Regions from separate parts of the Zea mays genome. Here region 1 is linked to region 2. A link is a contact called in public Hi-C data. All regions are on one chromosome and are shown on one strand. Each heading gives the region's core, a stretch centred on a gene start, on an enhancer-like site or on the middle of the called end of the contact. The rest is flanking DNA. Distances are from core to core; before and after follow the strand shown.

Evidence for each region. A called contact is a pair of places that touch in the nucleus more often than the background predicts.
Region 1: a contact with region 2 is called in a Hi-C map of leaf, with 8 times the contacts expected there. The contact joins the promoter of LOC100272242 here to the promoter of LOC100384366 in region 2. A contact is called at or near these places in 2 of 25 Hi-C or Micro-C datasets (leaf and tassel).

What each region holds. Positions count from the first base shown.
Region 1 is chr8:143,208,029-143,214,284 of Zm-B73-REFERENCE-NAM-5.0, forward strand. LOC100272242 (LIN1 protein) reads right to left here and starts at 2,625. Exons shown (of 3, transcript NM_001350728.1): 1 at 2,344-2,625; 2 at 1,202-1,301; 3 at 599-996. The coding sequence starts at 2,590. The coding sequence ends at 924.
Region 2 is chr8:142,860,430-142,866,279 of Zm-B73-REFERENCE-NAM-5.0, forward strand. LOC100384366 (ATP-dependent zinc metalloprotease FTSH 4 mitochondrial) reads right to left here and starts at 1,391. Exons shown (of 7, transcript NM_001349058.1): 1 at 1,137-1,391. The coding sequence starts at 1,163.

The DNA of each region.
Region 1 (6,256 bases), core at 1,375-3,874, 350 kb after region 2:
GATCTATTTTTCTGTCGATACTTCATTGCTCAATCCACTCTTCACCTGAGCCATTTGATTCTCTTCCCTAGCGCAAGCCCAGTCGTGGCTCACTCGCTTCTTCGGTCATCAACTGACCAGTAAGTCGGTGACCTAATCCGCCCGCTGCAGCGCACCTTACCTTCTCATCACTCATCAGCTCGTCGACTCGTCAGGATCCTGCAGGCAACGTTGATATTTTGCCTCCTAGTCCGCACCAGCAGATGGGCAAGTTGTTGGTGAGACCGTGGCGTCACCTGTCCCTCGCTAACTCATTAGAGTCCCACCGCGCGGTTGCAACACGACAATGGGTGTCGCTTGCCGTCACCGTCATCTATCGCTACCTTGCCTCCCGCACTCGCTCCTCCTAGTTGTCGTCGTCTCACTAACGCCAACTCACGACAAATTCGATGACTCGCCAGAACGACACGTTGATACGGCTGCTCCGCCCTAGTGCCTCATCCTCAGTCAGTCCACCTATTTTCTCTCTCTAGCTCTCCTTTTGGTAGCCAAAAAGGTTTTTTTGGTATTCATATCATTTTGAAAACACTAGATATTATCATTTAACATTCATATTATTATCATTAATCTATATTTATGGTCTAGTCTGGTGATTTGTCTCTTGCACTATCGGCCCCACCTAGAATTTTGTTCTGCATCCGCCACTGATGCGTACGGCTGCACCGCACCGACCAGGGAGAGCAAAGGCAAAATAAAATGGAAGAAGGCATATCCTACGGATGGCCAGGACTGAAACCACCCAAAAAAAAGTTTCACAATAAAAATCCATACATGGACTGCTGCTTGCGCGGGGGCTCACCTTCAGCAGAGTGCTAACCATAGAAAGAACACGATACGAATCTGTGTTACAGAAAACATCCAGGGCTGCTACGAGCGAGATCTAGCTAAACTGAGATTCTGTGCCTGCCTTTGGCGATTCTCCGGGCAATCACCTTGCGCCCACCCTTGGTCGATTTACTGCAGAACCAATGTAACAAGGACATGAGGGCACTGAACCACAATCATGCCAGATAAACTACCTTCCTAATCTAAATGATGAGGTGCCAAAGGCAAACATGAACGGAAACAGAATTTGATAATACCAACTTGAAACCCATCTTCCTTTTTCAATGAAGGACGAGGGAAGCAAAATAATGGCCAGGGAAAAGCTAGAGAGACAGACCGTGTAAGAAATCCATGGGTTCTTTTCCGCTTGATTGTACTGGGCTGGTAAGTTCTTTTCGGGAGCAACTGAAAGGGGTCATTAGGAACAGGATCCTCGACTACAAATAGCAGAACAGAAGCAACGGATTAGAAAAAGACATCAAACTAACAAAAATAAAAGTTGATCCTAGCTGCCAGGTCATAATCCAAAGCCTACATATCATAATCAAGACTCTAGTATTCACCAAATATAACTACGGCAACATTTCCAGCAACAGAAGTAGCAAGGAACAGTCACTGTTTGGGACCATGCAAGGAAACAATCCAGGAACAGCAGGACGAACTGCATGTACTTGAGTATTTGTCATACACTTTCTAACCAATTTTAGGACAATCAGCAGCAGCTGGAACAAGAAATGGCCACCATTTGGCACTATGCAAATAAACAGTCTTAGCAAAAGGAGACTTGGGTAATTGAGTATTTCTACTGCACTTTCTACCAGACTTAATTTCAACATAAATCATAGCAGAATTTCCTAAGCTCCACACAATCTCAGTTTTAGGCTGTCAAATGATCCACAAACAATTTATGCAGTGTATCAATCTTTAGGTTCTGCCACCTACTATTTAAGGAACAAAAAGGCATCAAGGAACTTTAAATACTGAGTACTGTATTGCAAGCAACGTGTTCTTCTATGCGTAAGAGCATCAATAACACTAGAAACGTGACTTCTCAAGGTTGATCAATCACTTAGTAACTTTCAACACAAGCCAGATAAAAGTAACACATCAGCATTGATGAAGGCAACCATGACTTTTCAGAAAACAATGCCCCCAAATAAGGTAACTGTATGAAATCTTGGCAATTCTTCCCAAGTCCGCAAAAAGCAAAGCTTAATAGTGAAATGGTATAACTGCAAATCACAGAAAATGCGCATTACAACAGAAATCATGCGAGTTTCGAGTAGTCACACACTGCAATTTCTATATTCAACGACACTACAATCTCTATATTCAACGAACGGTTTATGAAAAACATTGATCCCAGTCCCCCTATTCCCCATTTCTGAAACTGGCAGTGACTAGCGATCCGAGCCCAACTTCAATACTCAATCACGGCCCAATCCATTCATGAGTGCGTGTGTGTGAGAGAAGCTGTACCGTCGTCGATGAAGAAGCGGAGCGAGGGAAGTCCGCAGGGGAAGGATATCTCGCCGGGGAGCGAGCTCAGCCTGGCGATGGTCTCCGCCTCGTAAGCGTCCACCCCCGCCGGTGCCGGCGGCGGGACGTGTGGCTGCAGCCTGGCTAGCGGCAGCCCGGCGCGGGGTATGGACGAGGACGGAGACGCGAGAATGCGGCCGAAGAGGGATGATCCAACCCGTGCAAGGGTCTTCGCCGCCGACGCCATCGCCGAGCAACCCTAGCCTCCTCCTCCCCCTGCTCCTCCTCTGCTACGTTGCCGCACTTTTTTTTGGTGGAGAAACTATTCCCTCACCGCACTTGGGCTGGCGAGCTATGCTGAACTCTGTGTGCCTCCAATGGGCCGAATGACGATGTTCAAAAGGCCCGTTTCAAGAATTCTGGGTTGATCGGATTTGTTTGCTTTGTGGCGTTTCGTTGAAAGAGCGACTGAGGCGCTGAGCATATTGCCTGCTGCCAGTACTAGCTGGCGTGCTGCTGACTGTATCGTGGACAGCGTCAAAGCCTCAAAGGCCAACGTGGGCTGGGCAGACATAGCGTACTCACTCCGGTGTACTATTAGTTATCGTTTTCGATAAGGTTTGAGTCAAACTTATAAATTTTTAACTAAAATAACTATTTTATTATTTAGTTTTGAAACCTAATATTTATATGCACGGATTTGTCTTAAAAATAATTTTATAAAAGTATAAATATATTAAGAGTTTATTTATATTTTAACAAAAAATCATTAGTCAAAGTTATATTTTACTATTTTAAAGATCGTGTTGTCCTAAACGACAACTAATAGAAAACTGGAGGGAGTATTCCACAACCGCAACCATTTTGCTTGGATCGTATGGAATGGATCAAACATTCATCCAAGAAGCAAGGTGCTGAAGCTCCTTTGATACGGTAGTACGGTACACTCCTATATCTGATAATTATATGTTTGTTCATTTGAAGATTGATTACCCTTTGGGAACCTATCAAGTGCAAACTAACCATTTGCCATGTAAATTCTTATGATAATTTTTTAAAACACCCCTCGACGTGCACCTAGGGATGGCAATTTAATCCGCAAACCCGAAACCCGGTGGGTACCCGACCCGATGGGTGCAGGCATGGGTAGAGATTTTGACCCACGATTGCAACCCGCAACCGATTCGAAGTTTCGCGAGTGTGGGTGTGAGTTTCTATTTCAACCATTGGGTGACCCATACTCGACCCAAAAATTGGTCCATTCTTTATTTTGCGCAAAATGTTTAAGATACAATAATAATTATTTTGAATAAATAATATGTCTAATGGTTCATAAATATTGTGTTGCTGCTCAACATGAGAAGGTTTGAAATCCATAGACATAACTCAAATGTTGTTGGTACTTAATTGTTATAGTTGAATTATTGTTTAAACGTGTACAATGAGTAAAACTCGCGGGTGACCCGAAACCCGACGAGTTCGTGTGCGGGTTTGGAATTACACCCGTGGGTGCAATAATGGGCGGGTTTAAGTAGACTTCACGTGTGTGATCGCAGGTGGATTTTTGTGCCACCCAACCCGAATCCGACCCATTGCCATCCCTACGTGCACCAGCTTAGTGAAAGGGAAATGTGCCCTTGGGCCATTTCTAAGTATTTTGGTGGTTTAGTGCCCAACACAAGTGCCTAAGTGTAAAAAGGTGGACAAAGTACAAATCAAGGATAAAGGTATGTTTCTCAGACTTAGTACATTGTTTTATGGACTAATGTATTGTGTCTAAGTGCTGGAAACAGGAAAAATCCAATTAGCTGAGTCTGGGAGCACCGGACTGTCCGGTGGTGCACCGGACAGTGTCTGGTGCGCCAGGCTGGCTCGAGCGAAGTGGCCGCTCTCGGGAATTCACCGGCGACGTACGGCTAAAATTCACCGGACTGTCCGGTGAGCCAACGGTCGGCCGGGCCAACGGTCGGCCGCGCGATCTGCGCGGGACACGTGGCCGAGCCAACGGCTAGAAGGGGGCACCGGACTGTCCGGTGTGCACCGGACATGTCCGGTGCACCAACGGCTCTCAGGCTGCCAACGGTCGACTGCGCCATATTTGGAAGGAAATCGGGCACCGGACACTGTCCGGTGTGCACCGGACTGTCCGGTGTGCACCGGACTGTCCGGTGCACCAGACGACAGAAGGCAAGAATGGCCTTCCAGATTTGCTCTCAACGGCTCCTAGCTGCCTTGGGGCTATAAAAGGGTCCCCTAGGCGCATGGAGGAGAAGCCCAAGCAACCTTAGAGCATTCTTGATCATCCACACTCAGTCTTTGCGCATTCGTTTGTCATTCTCAGTGATTCGAGCTCTGTTCTAGTGAGAACTTTGAGATAGTCTTTTGAGCTCGATTCTTGGCCGTGTGTGTGCACATTTTGTTGTGGATTTGTGTGTGTTGCTTCCCTCCCTTACTCCGTGTTTCTTTGTGAACTTCAAGTGTAAGGGCGAGAGACTCCAAGTTGTGGAGATTCCTCGCAAACGGGATTGAGAAAAAGCAAGCAAAACACCGTGGTATTCAAGTGGGTCTTTGGACCGCTTGAGAGGGGTTGATTGCAACCCTCGTCCGTTGGGACGCCACAACGTGGAGTAGGCAAGCGTTGGTCTTGGCCGAACCACGGGATAACCACCGTGCCATCTCTGTGATTGTTTTCTTGTGGTTATTGTGTTTTGTTGAGATTCCTCTCTAGCCACTTGGCGTTTACTGTGCTAACGCTTAACCAAGTTTTTGTGGCTTAAGTTTTCAAGATTTACAGGATCACCTATTCACCCCCCCCCCTCTAGGTGCTCTCAATTGGTATCGGAGCAGTTCTCTTCAAGAAAGGGACTAACCGCCCGAAGAGATGGATCCTAAGGGCAAGGGGATGGTGATCAACGATAAGGAGAAGGAGTCCTTCGTCAACGAGCCCAAAGATGACAAGCCTACCGACTCGGGCTCGGGCCACAAGCGAAAAGATGGGAAGAAGAAGAAGACAAGACGCATCAAGGAGATTGTCTACTACGACGACAGCGACGAGTCCTCTTCTTCCCAAAAGGACAACGACGACTACGACAGACGAAAGACGGTTAACTCAAACTTTTCTTTCGATTATTCGTACATTCCGCATAGCTCAAATGCTCATTTGCTCCCCATTCCACTTGGCAAGCCCCCTCACTTTGATGGAGAGGACTACGGATTTTGGAGCCACAAAATGCGTACTCACCTGTTTTCTCTCCATCCAAGCATTTGGGAGATTGTGGAAAGTGGAATGAAATTTGATAGCTCGGATAGCCCTTTGTTTATTAATGAACAGATTCATAAAAATGCACAAGCTACTACTGTGTTGCTAGCCTCTTTGTGCAGAGACGAGTATCATAAGGTGAGCGGCTTGGACAATGCCAAGCAGATCTGGGACACCCTCAAGATCTCTCATGAGGGGAACGACGTCACCTTGCTCACCAAGATGGAGTTGGTAGAGGGAGAGCTTGGAAGATTCGCAATGATAAGGGGCGAGGAGCCAACCCAAACATACAACCGGCTCAAGACCCTTATCAACAAGATAAGGAGCTACGGAAGCACGCGATGGACGGACCACGACGTCGTCCGCCTAATGCTAAGGTCCTTTACCGTTCTTGATCCTCATTTGGTGAATAATATTCGTGAGAATCCCAAGTACACCAAAATGTCGCCCGAAGAAGTCCTTGGAAAATTTGTAAGCGGGCGAATGATGATCAAGGAGGCGAGGTACGTGGACGACGCGTTGAATGGTCCAATCCATGAGCCTCAACCCATTGCTCTCAAGGCAACAAGGAGCAAGGAGGCACTACCTAGCAAGGTGGCGCAAATTGAGGCAGCCGGACTTAATGATGAAGAGATGGCCCTCATCATCAAAAGA
Region 2 (5,850 bases), core at 141-2,640:
CCCGACAAGCCTAGGCGAAGGCCCCCGACGACTTCAAGGACCGGGTGATCGAAGCCTCGAAGACTACAAGGCTTTGTCCCCCTCAGCGCGAGAAGGGGCCCATGTGCAATTCGGCCCATGTCGTGGGACCACGCCCGCAAGTGCCATGTGGGCCGCGTCTGTAATAAAGCATGTTGTAATGACACACTGTACCCCCCCCCCTATGAGGGAATATTCCGGGGATAAATTAGGTAACTGAGGGCCTAGCTGTCCTTGACAAGGGCGGGCGGTCCCTCGGTTACCTATAAATCCCCACGTACTGTGCCAAAGCAAAGAGAGAGAACACTATTGCCTCGACACCCTGTGTTTAGAGGCATTAAACTACTCCCACCACTTCCCTATTGGATCCTGCTGTCCCAGGAGGCAGGTTCCAACACAGTGCAGATTATTCAATTGTGATCAGCAATTGTTACAGAACATCTCTATGTTCATTATTTAAATGGATTTGCAATCAGTTTTTAGTTCTTACTGTTCCGTCCTAAGAATTATTTTCACTAGACACAGAACGATAAATTGACAATACAGCATAGCTGATTAAGATTGTGAGCAACAATTGTCACAGTAGATCTCAATATCCATCATTAAATGGACTTGGCATCAATTTTTTTAGTTACTATTATTGTTATGTCCTAATAAAAAGTATAAATTAGTATCCCAGGACACAGAACAACACGCTAGATGACATCTCGACTTAAATCTAGAGTTTCCTGTAAATGCTCATACAGATACAGGCTATCACAATAATCTGACGACAGGTCATATAATAGACCATCCAGAATTTTAAACTTAAAGACAAGATTCTTTCGATTAGTAGCGGAATTAATAACGAATACAAAACGCAAACTGGATCACTGTTTGGCCAAAATCAGTAGCCTCATCGCCTACATGTTTCATCAGCAGAGACATCCTCACAGACAGCTCCCAAGATAGCCATGTATACGAACAGACATCTGCAGACGTTGTTCGTATGCGCAGAGCCTAACAACGCAGCTCGCAATCCCGCCCAGACACACAAGATCGAAGATTTGAGGCCACCACCGTATCTCAATACAACAATAAAGCGCGGTAACGAAGAAAAGGTCAGGCAGAACTCTCACCTGGGTGAGGACGCGCCGCCACGCCATGGGCCCGAATCCCTAGCCCAGCGCCACTCGGCCCACGGAGATTCCGAAGAAGAAGCGCCCACGCGGTCTGGGAGGACGGACGATCCCAACGGAAGCGAGCGGTGGGGAAGCAGGATTTGGGGGTGGTCGGTGGCGGCGCGATAGAGGAGGGCGCGGGATGTGAGGGTGTAGGCGGCAGCGGCTTAGGTCATGGGCAAGCAGTCGAAGCTTCGAGGGCGTACAGGAAAAGTGAAGGAGAGGAAGACGACATGAGTGAGAACGCCCTCGATTTTTTGTCTTTTTTAAATTGTTAGGCTGTATGCCTGTATCCGGCAGCACAAAGTGTATATGTGTCACACTCTTTACAAACAAAAATCGAATGTATAACATATATGTAATAGAATTCATTTTTCATATATATGTTGTGCCACAAGTGTGATATATTAAAAGATAATACAATAAAAACGTAAAAAGAGTATAATAACTTTATTACATTATCTAAACTTAAAAATCTTGAACAATATTATCATCAAAGTACAACAAAAATATTATGGGTAATCTCTCAGAGGAAGATGACCGGAGCGTCGCTGGACTCCATACTCGTCAACGTTTTTGTCAAAGTCTTCCTCATCACCTTCTGATAAAAATTTTAACAATAGGTGAACTCACTTACGGTGAGGGCTTAGCAAATGGGAGGAACTATGCAAGGTTAGCAAGGTAGGCTATGGTTACGTGGTAAGCATTTTAGTTGGTCAATATTTTATTAGCAACACCTAACTTACTATTTGTAAGTGTATCTCAAAACCCAATAAAATTATGAGCATAATGATTATATCTCAAAACACTTAAGTGAAACTATTTAAACAAACCATTTAAAAAACCACGGGATCACGATTTTGACTCCATCTTTAGGTTCAATTATCATGTGAGGGTACATGCTGCTCTTAACCATGATCACGGCTGACATATCAGTTTTACACTCTGCAGAGGTGGTACAACTTTACCCACATGACGTGTATCTCTTATTGTCGACGTTTCGGACCCCGGGGGACCCTCAACCGGGCCGACCAGTGAATTTTATCGTTGCGTGCCCCTGCCCAGATGGGTTGGCGCAAGATGGAACACAAGAGGGAAATGCGGCTCGTGTTATCTCGCACCAGGGGGTGCTCGTAGTAGGGGTTACAAGCGTTCGCGCGCGAGAGAGAGAGTGAGCCTGTTCGTTTGCTCGTCCCTCTGCGCGACCCTCCCGCATGAAGGCCCTGGACCTCCCTTTTATAGATGCAAGGAGATGGTCCAGGTGTACAATGGGGGGTGTAGCTTATGCGCTAACGTGTCTGGCAGAGAAGTGCCTGAGCCCTGTATACATGTCAACGTGGCTGTCGGAGAGGTGCTAGAGCCCTGTGTACGCGATAACGTGGCTGTCGGAGAAGTGCCTGGGCCCTGTAGAAGCACAGCTGGCGGTGCTGCTGGGATCCTGCTGACGTCTCCTTGCTTCCGTAGGGGGCTGAGAACCACCGTCGTTATGGACGCACGCGGGGAGCCATCATTACCTGTTACCGAGACGAGCCAGATGGGACGCCGGTCTTGTTCCCTCGTAGCCTGAGCTAGCTAGGGGTAGGGTAATGATGTATCCCATGTGGCGCGGTCGGTCCGAGCCTAAGGTCGGGCGAGGCGGAGACTTCTCCTGAGGTCGAGGTCGGGTCGGGTGAGGATGCGATTCCTCTCGAGGCCGAGGCCTAAGGTCGGGCGAGGCGGAGCTTCCTGTTGCGCCCGAGGCTGAACTCGGCTGTTGTCAGCCTTACCCGGGTGGTTGGCACAGCAGTCGGAGCGGTGTGAGCGGTGCTGTTTTCCTGTCAGATCGGACAGTAAAGGGGTGAAGTGACTGCGGTCACTTCGACCTTGCCGACTGCGGCACGCGTGTCAGGATGAGATGTCAGGCGATCTTCGCATTGAATGCGCCTGCGATACGGACGGTTGGTGAGGTGATTTGGCCAAGGTTGCTTCTCGACGAAGCCTGCCCGAGCTGGGCCTCGGGCGAGCCGAGGGTGCGCCCACTGCCTGAGGAGGCCCTCGGGCGAGGCGTGAATTCGTCCGGGACTACTGTTCCCGCCCGAGGCCGGGCTCGGGCGAGACAAGATTGCGTCCCTTGGTAGACGAGGCCTTGACTTGAACCGTGCCCATCAATCTTTGCAGTTTGTGCTGAGGGTGCTTACCAGCCGTGTTTAGGAGTGTTGGGGGTACCCCTAATTACGGTACCCGACAGTAGCCCCTGAGCCTCGAAGGGAGTGTTGGTACTCGCTTGGAGGCTTTGCCGCATTTCTCTATGAGGGGACCGACCTTTCTCGGTTATACTTTGCTCCGGTGGGTGCACGCGAGCGCACCCGCCGGGTGTAGCCCCTGAGGCCTCGGAGGAGTGGTTTGACTCCTCTGAGGTCTTAATGCTTTTCGTGATGCTTCGGTCGGCCTTGTTGTTCCCTCATGCGGCCTGGTCGTAGCCCGGGTGCATGGTCAGGTTCCGAGTTTTTAGGCTGGTTTGTTGACGCTGTCAACGGTTTGGCCGTAGCCGGGTTGCGAGAGCAGCCCCCGAGCCTCTGCACGGAGCGAGAGGACGATCAAGGACTGTCTCGACTTTTATTATACGCCCCTTCGTCGCCTTTGCTCAAGGAGGAAGGGGGGAAAGCGCCATGTTGCCGTTGGAGGGCGCCGAACATGGTGTCTCCAGTGAGTTGCTAACGGGTGATCCGAGTGGACGCCCGTGCCCCGTTCGATAAGGGTCGGCTAGTGGCCCAGAGGCGCGCTCCAAAAGTACCTGCAGGTGATTTGCCGGACCCGGACCCATTCAATAGGGTCCAAGGGCTCGATGCCTCCCTCTGGTGGGATTCTGTTACAAAATCGCTCCTGCTGGTCTCAGAAATGTCCTAGGGTACCTCGGGAGCGTAGCCCGAGCCTCGGCCATGTAACAGACGTACCCAGAGTCATCCCTCACTCTGCATGCTCTGGGGCGGCTGTCAAACCCTTCCGAGGGGCCAGCCTTCGAACCCCTGATCAGTAGAGGGCGCGGAGCCCAAGTGCTCTGGGGCAGCTGTCGAACCCTTCCGAGGGGCCAGCCTTCGAACCCCTAATCAGTAATGGGCTTGGAGCTCGAGTGCTCTAGGGCGGCTGTCGAACCCTTCCGAGGGGTCAGCCTTCGAACCCCTGATCAGTAAGGGGCTCGGAGCCCGAGTGCTCTATGGCGGCTGTCGAACCCTTCCGAGGGGCCAGCCTTCGAACCCCTGATCAGTAGGAGGGCTCGGGGGCCTGTTTCCTTCGCTGAGAAGGATCCTTTTTGAAATATCCCCTTTCCCGGTCCCTGTAGTAAGAGAGAGAAAGAGGAAGAGGAAAAGGATATGAATTTAAATGGCGTGGCGTACCTTTTTTAACGCGGTCATCATGGCAGAGGTGAAACGACGCCCGCTTCGCCTGCCAAAGGTGTCGCTTGCCCTGCCGACGAGTTAATGCGACGGGACGGGCGATTCGCGGGGCGGCCGTTGCGCGTGCGCGAGTCATTCGAGGACCGGAACACGGACGCGTCGTCTTCATGCTGTGGGAGAAGGCTCTCCTGCCGCTTCAGGAGGGGACGCGAGCCTGCAGGTGATTTGACCGCTGCTTCCGCCCGTCTGCTGCTGCAATTACTGCCGGTCCGCTTTTGGCCATGTCGACCGTCGCGCCTCTTCCCGCAGCTGACTGACCCGTGATCGTTGCACTCCATTGGCACTATTGGGTCACGCGCAGGGCTGCCTCGAGTCGCGGCACTGGTTCCGCAGTCGAGAAGACGCGGCATTGGCGCGAGTGGCGGTGCGGTTTCCTTGCACGCAGTAACCGTTGCGCCGGTTGCATGACATGCGGGCCCGGGCCTTCACGCTGACCCACCGGATGCGATGAAGTCGAAAGGGTGCACAACGGTCCGCCCTTTCGCCCGCTGGTTTCGGCGAGGATGGGGGAACACTTATAACCACGGGGCGGTTACCTGCTTCGCGTGCAGCGGTTTGGCTTCTTCTGTTTTCGGTCCGCTCGCATGACATGTGGGACCCAGCCCCCGCGTCGGAGGGTGGGAACCCTAGAGCTCGTCGGTGGAGACTTTGCCCGTGACGCTTGGAATGCGAGTGGGGAGAGCCGCCTTTAAAAAGGGATCGATCCCCCGGGCAGTGGACATGCCTCCGCACTCCCCTCAAGCATTGCGCCCTTCCACCTTCCGAGCCCCCGGATGGGGAGCACCCGTGTTGCCTTCTTCTTGCTGCTGTTGGAGGAGCGCGACATCACGGGGGTTGGCGCTCTTCAGACATCGCTCGGCTTCAAGGATTTTCATCACGCGGCCCGGTTGCAGTCCCCCGCCGGCGGTCACCCAGGATGATGACCGTAGGCCTTATGGTGGGGAGAAGCAAGTCGGGCTGCGGCCTCTGCCCCGCCCTCAGCTTCAAGGATGTTCATCATCCTCGCTATGGCGGAGGGCGAGCTGAGCCAGGGTTCTACCTCCCGCATGGGCCGACAAGCCGCCTCTTCCTTCAGCATTCAGAGGAGAGGGCGCTCACTGGCCTTGCGGAGGGGACGAACTTTGACAACGTGGGATCGGTCGGCCGCAAGCGTCGTCAGCTGCAGCGTGTCTGGCTCGCTGTCTCAGCTGGCTCTGGCGCGGCCTCCGACGCTGCCTCCTGCCGCTTGGTCCGGGCGT